Linked DNA regions of Drosophila melanogaster: region 2 is linked to region 1. The links are chromatin contacts, called in public Hi-C maps. All regions are on one chromosome and are shown on one strand. Each heading gives the region's core, a stretch centred on a gene start, on an enhancer-like site or on the middle of the called end of the contact. The rest is flanking DNA. Distances are from core to core; before and after follow the strand shown. Region 1 holds the start of lncRNA:SMRG (Scutellar Macrochaetes Regulatory Gene). Region 2 holds the start of CG11095.

What was found. A called contact is a pair of places that touch in the nucleus more often than the background predicts.
Region 2: a contact with region 1 is called in a Hi-C map of the Kc167 cell line, with 5 times the contacts expected there. The contact joins the promoter of CG11095 here to the promoter of lncRNA:SMRG in region 1. A contact is called at or near these places in 1 of 107 Hi-C or Micro-C datasets (the Kc167 cell line) and 1 of 6 datasets of contacts at active chromatin or transcription factors (the Kc167 cell line).

The regions. Positions count from the first base shown.
Region 1 is chrX:12,679,239-12,682,325 of dm6, forward strand. lncRNA:SMRG (Scutellar Macrochaetes Regulatory Gene) reads left to right here and starts at 1,449. Exons shown (of 1, transcript NR_167813.1): 1 at 1,449-3,087. It overlaps Tis11 (Tis11 zinc finger protein), which reads left to right. Exons shown (of 4, transcript NM_001272561.2): 4 at 1-3,087. The coding sequence ends at 2.
Region 2 is chrX:13,810,132-13,813,397 of dm6, forward strand. CG11095 reads left to right here and starts at 1,553. Exons shown (of 2, transcript NM_132699.3): 1 at 1,553-1,914; 2 at 1,981-2,739. The coding sequence starts at 1,628. The coding sequence ends at 2,545. inaE (inactivation no afterpotential E) reads left to right here. Exons shown (of 15, transcript NM_176727.3): 15 at 1-1,362. Clic (Chloride intracellular channel) reads right to left here. Exons shown (of 4, transcript NM_132700.4): 4 at 2,840-3,266.

The DNA.
Region 1 (3,087 bases), core at 199-2,698:
AAACGCGTGGCAGTCTGCGAAACAAAATTGAATTGAAACACCATCCAGCATCCAACTCACGCCCATCCAAGCATCCCTCCATCAACAAACCAGCATCCTTGACAAAATCTCAGTAACGACCAAACCATGGAAACTGAAAACAAAACTACTCTCGCAGTCCAATTTGAAACGCAAATATGCCAAGGCAAATGGATTTCCGGTGGCGTAACTTCGTTGCAGAATAAGTGTATATCAAGTATACGCCAAACACAGACACCCCTTAATTATGAACCGATCCTTGATATCAATTCTCTCATTGCTGTGACAGTCAAACGTAATCGTTATACAATAATCGTTATATGAGAAGGACCGAATTACGGACTACTACGGGACAATTAGTTAGATAGATACGTAAATGACAAACAAACAATCCAAGCAAACGATGATCTTAAACTATAACTAAATACTAAAAACTAAAAACTAACAAAAAGAAAACAAAAAAAAAAAAACATAGCTAGCATGAATGCTATAGCTAAACAAAACATTCTTATGAACTGGACAAGATACAAAGACGGAGATAACGAAAAGGACTATTTGGGAATCTTCAGCGAATGTTGCTCAAATCAAATCAACAAACCCCACGGCCAACGACGAATGTGAAAATCGTTCCTGCATTTATAGAAACTACTGCAGTGCATCCATTAGTAAAACCCATGCACACGCACACCTGTCGCTTTTGTTCAATACTTATACGGCACACACTTTGGATAGGTCTCATGTAAAAATTGATTACCGGCTGCTTGTATATATATATATAGATATGTATATATATATATATATATATATATGCATATTTGGCCACCACCTGTGTATATATAACTTTTGATGTGGATAAATAGAGAGCGAGATAGAGAGTTGGTCCGATGTCTTCCAATCCAAGCCAAGCCAAGCCAATTAATCAATCAATCAATCAATCGATCCAATTCATATGAGAACGATAGACGGACAGAAAGAAAGCTACGAAAATTCTTTAATTTATTATTTTTGCTAAAAAATTATGTAATAGAAAACGTTATGTACATACGAGAGTTAATATTTTGATAAAGATAATAAATTATAATTACCAATTACTCTATGATTACGTTTAAATGATGATCTTGAATGATATGAATATTATTGATGATATACCTCTGCAAATCGTGCAACTAATCACAACAACAAAAACAACAACCAACGAGCAACCAACAATTTTTCATTTTGAGAGGACATTTTTAATGGAATTTTGTCATTGATTTGATATATATATTTTTTGTTTGAATGACTACGATTTTTTTTGTACTCTTTAAAATCGATCTATGAAATGGAAATGCTGATTTTTAAACACCATAATTTATTTTCACATCTATTTACATAAAACATACCAGATATATTTTATATGCAATTAATGTTAATAATTTATGAAAACAACACATGCGACACACTCAGACACACACACACATACACACACACACACACACACATATTTTGACCATTGATAATTTTATGTTTTTTATATGGTATATGCGACAGATCATTTTGTTTATTATATATTATTTTTATTTAATTTATTTTACAACTTCTTCTTGATTTCTTCTATTTTTGGGTGCAGTTATATAATTTTAGTGTTATGAGAGAGCCTTTATTTATATAAAACTTATATAAAACCATATTATAATTATGCTTACGTCGATGATAATGAAGTAAATGCATATGTAATAAAAAAACGGAAAAAGGAAAGGAAAAACCTTAACAAAAAAAAGCTTATTTAAAATATTTATGTAGGGAAAACCATACGAATGTCGATCTTTGTATGCGTCGGTAAAATTGAAAGAAAAAGCGATTTATAAAAGGCCGGAAAGCGAAAAAAAAACAAAAAGCAATCTGAGTACAGTGTTAGAAATTTAAATACTAAACTAAACTGAGCAAACAAAATAGAAACTTAATACAAATATTTAAATTATTTTGTACACATTTTCTGACCTATTGAAATTTATATGTATAAATATGTAAACTGTAATCCGTATACAGCGACCTTTTTTTTTTTTGTGCAAATAATTTATATTGAAACAATTGCTGAAATGCAATTCAAATCAAACTAAATCAAATATATAATTACTCCTATTTATTATTATCTCTTTCACTAGGCGTATTTAAGTTACATTACGACCAACAGCAGCAAAAATTTTAAGCATGACTTAAAGCACAAAAAAAATACAAAAAACAAACAAACAAACGGCCGGTGAAAGAGCAAATTCCAAGTGTGTTTATCAATTTGTGTGCACCACAAACGAGGGGGGTAAATAATTCTCAAAGTGCCTTATCGTTAATATTATGTATAAATTAAATACACACAAACACAAATTATGTATAGTCTTGTGGAAATGGAAAAGGAAACGCAGAGACGGAGTGCAAAAGGCATATTAATTATTTATTATTATATTAAAGTCTATTTTATTATACTTTCGGCTTACTTTGATTTTTACTTCCCATCGCAAAAAAACCCATTGTTTTCGTACTCCAATACGTATTGCAATCGAAATTGAACCGATTGGAATGTTATGGCAGCGTGCAAAAGTTTACTGTAATACCTATATTTAACATACTTATATATAATATTTTGTTTTTTTGCTCTAATTAATTTTTTAAAAAGCCTAACTTAGACCTGAGCTTTGGTTATCATCATGATGATTATTCTTATATTTTTTTTTTTAACGCGTTCTTCCCTTTGTACAACAAACAAAGAAAAGCAAAACACAACTAAATTAAATCCGTGCCCCACACATGAAGCAAACGTGGCCTTATCGGAATGAAACCCTACTCTTAACTCTTATCCAAGTCGTCTTCCTTCTAAGAAAATCATTAAGTAAACTAAACTGAAATGTGGTTGGTACTCTTGAACGATCGATAAACAGAGGAAAACAAGAAATGTAATGCCAGTTGAATTATACACTATTTATATATATATATTTTGTTCGTTATTTATATAACCATATACCATAATATTTTTCATTGATATCCGCCTTGGCAACAACAAATGCAAAATCAAAAGGAAACATATACAAAACAAAA
Region 2 (3,266 bases), core at 303-2,802, 1.1 Mb after region 1:
GGTGCCACTCGAGGACATCTTCGAGTCGCAGCTGCATACGCCCAAGGTTATGAGGCGGGCGCCCAAGTTCAGCGAGAATCTTGCTGGCTGTGCAGAGGACACCAGAAATCTGGATCAGTACAAACGGCTGGGTCGTGTGTTCATCACCTTTCCGCGCATCTTTCCGGATCAATCGCCAGCGGCGCATAGTCTGGACTCCAGCGACGATAGCTTTGAGTCTGCGTCGGCCCACAGCCTACAGAGATTGCAGCTGCCGCACGGTGCCAATGCGGTGCAGAGTTCCAAGTCCGCCGATCCGCTGGACGGGGATCCCGATGCGACGAGGCAAACGCAGCCCGCCAAGAAGTTGACATTCAGCGATAGCGATATCCTGACGGACGCGGACTGCCTGCGACTGTGTCCACACTGTCCCTGCGATCGGGATGTCCAGCGTGGCTGCTGTACTCGCTCGGAGCACGGGAAGTGCGGCACAGAGATTTCCGGGGGTTGTGGTGGTGCCGCCATGGGATTGGGCTCCACAGATACTAGTTTCTACAGTGCCAGCTCATCGCTGGAACAGTTTGCCACACCGGCTCGGCAGAACGGTGGCACTGGGGCGTCTGGCAACCACCTGGAGGAGATACTCATACGGCCCGGCGTGTTGGAATCGCATTTTCCCGTTCTTGGCGGTGGCAGCGCGATAGAGACACCGGCTTTGGTGGCCCCAGCCTCACCATCGCCGCTCAGCAATGGCAAACGACCGGATGTGGTTGGTGGCCGGGTGAGGAAACGGCTCTCGTCCGAGGAGTTCGTCTTCTCCCGGAGCGAGGATCTGCCTAGCCTAGTACAAATCGGTGATAGGTGTACCGGCTCTCCGGCGGGACGACGTCGGGCCAAGGGCTGCGTCTATCCGGCCGGGAATAGTCTCCGTTTGGACGCTGCTGCCGCTGTCGCCTCCGCTTCCGCATCGCCCACGTCCATTAGTAAATTTACCCGCACGCGCGTGGCCGCCGGAGGATTGGCAGCCAAACAGGCTGCCGGCAATAACGAAAGTAACGTTTAATAGTTGTAAGTTGCAAGCAGTACCTTCACCTGGACACACAGATGCGATTTCAGCCCAAAGTCGACAATTATGCCGTTGCCATTGCTTTCACACAAGCGATACATACACAAAACCAGTTGATTACAAATTAAAGGAACTCACAAGGAATCTAACATTTTGCATACCGATTACCTAAGGAACAACATTTAGCATTAACACACAAGCGTTTACTATTAACTAAATGCAATATGTATATTTATATACAGATATATAAATATATATTTTTTTGTGCAGCCAAGCCCCAAGCGACGAGAAATTTTAATAAAACGTTTTAAAAAATGAATACTCTGTAATGTCGTTGATTAGGAAAATGGCACAAAAAACTTCAAACTTTAAAGTGTAACGGTTTTTTGCTTAGTTGGAATATGGTATTTTGAAAGTGGTTGAGTTCACCGCACTGTTAACCGCTAACAGCTCACTGTGGCGCACAACAGTACACTATCGGCTGTTAACGGCTCTGTTTTGGTTTTTTGTCCAATTCCAAAGTTCGTTGCGTTCGCATTTGTTTACATCATTGCTCGATTCGGTGTTCTATAGCCAAAAACGATGTCCCTGATTGCCCAGGCGAGTCGCACAGTGCCGCAGCTACTGTTGCACTTGAACCGCCATCTGGTCACCTCCTGCTCAAGCGCCGCATCCGCCACGTCCTCGAAACCGCCGGATGTCGACCAGTCGATCACTGCCGACCAGCTCCTCGGACCGGAATCGCAGCGCAGGTGCATGGAGAAGATGCGCAGCCTGCCGGCATTCCCGCGTCCCAAGGCGCTCACGCCCAGTCGCCGGGAAAAGCAGACATCCGCGGTTCTTATCGCCCTCTGCCAGGAGCGCGGCACGTCAGTATAGCCAGTTAAACTAGGAATGCGACCATTTGAATAAGCTGCATCGCTTTGCTCTTTCAGGAATGAAATATCCCTACTATACACCCGACGATCGCGACACCTGCGCAGCCACAGCTTTCAGATCTCCTTTCCGGGCGGAAGGCGCGATGATCACGACTCGAGCTACGTGGACTGTGCGCTGCGCGAAACAGAGGAGGAGATCGGCCTACCGCGCCATCGCATCCAGGTGTGGGGCGAGGCCAAGCAGCTACAGCTGCCGAGGACCTCGTCGATTGTGCCAGTGGTGGGCGTGGTGCCGGACTTTAGCCTCTCCGAGCTGCGTCTCAACTGGGAGGAGGTGGAGGAGGCGTTTAGTGTGCCGCTCACTTCGCTAATGCTGCCCAAGGCCACCAGGCACACACAGTTTCGTAGCGGCTACAGCGGTCCAGTATTTGTTGTAGACCATTATCGCATCTGGGGCATCACCGGCTATCTGACGCACCTCTTCCTGCACTGCCTGCTGCCACCCAATTTGCTGCCCGATTGCCTCAAGACGAACATCAAGTTCATTCGGCCCTTTAAGCTACCGCCCAAGCTGCCGCATCATCGCGAGCACTCCGCCGGGGATCCCTCGATGCGCACCTGACGAGACATCCGCGATCCGCCGACCGTAATCCTACTCAGGCTAGCAACAATCTGGTACTGTGATTGGGCCAAATGTGCTTCGCTCGAACCGAACAATTGGCCAATTCTGATGGTGTTCTTTGTTTTAGTGTACGCGTTAATTGTTAATTCTCGGAGAGATTTATAATAAAACTGTTGACCATTATGTTGAAATCGAAGAGGAGCTCTTTATTCGAGCTAAGACGATGCCATTTAATGATTTATATCTTTGATAAGGCTTATCATGAAATGAACATGTTAAGTAAAAGGCAATAATTGTCTTTTTGTGTTTTTTTTTTATTTGTAATTTTCACTTAAATACAAAAAATACTCTTCATTTCCTCCTCTAATTTTCTTTTTTTTTTTTTTTGTTTTGTTTTTCTTGTTATGATAAAATAAAATATTTAAATAAAAATTAAAAGCGAACAAAATGGAAAACTTTCGCCAGGGAGCAAAAAAAAATTCAAAATCATAATTTTGCAATAGAAAAAAAAGATTTGTCTTCGAATACAACAAAAAAGCTCCTTGCAGAATAAAAAATTATAAATTAAAATAAACATTTTAAAGGAACGGGAAGCGCTCCTTCAGGCGATCGATACATTTTAATTGACAGCGAGCTACGTAATTATATTCATGCGTTTGCCTGTGGACATCTGTATGTCAAACACAAATGTTTTAATATTAATTAAGCAAACAAACATGCA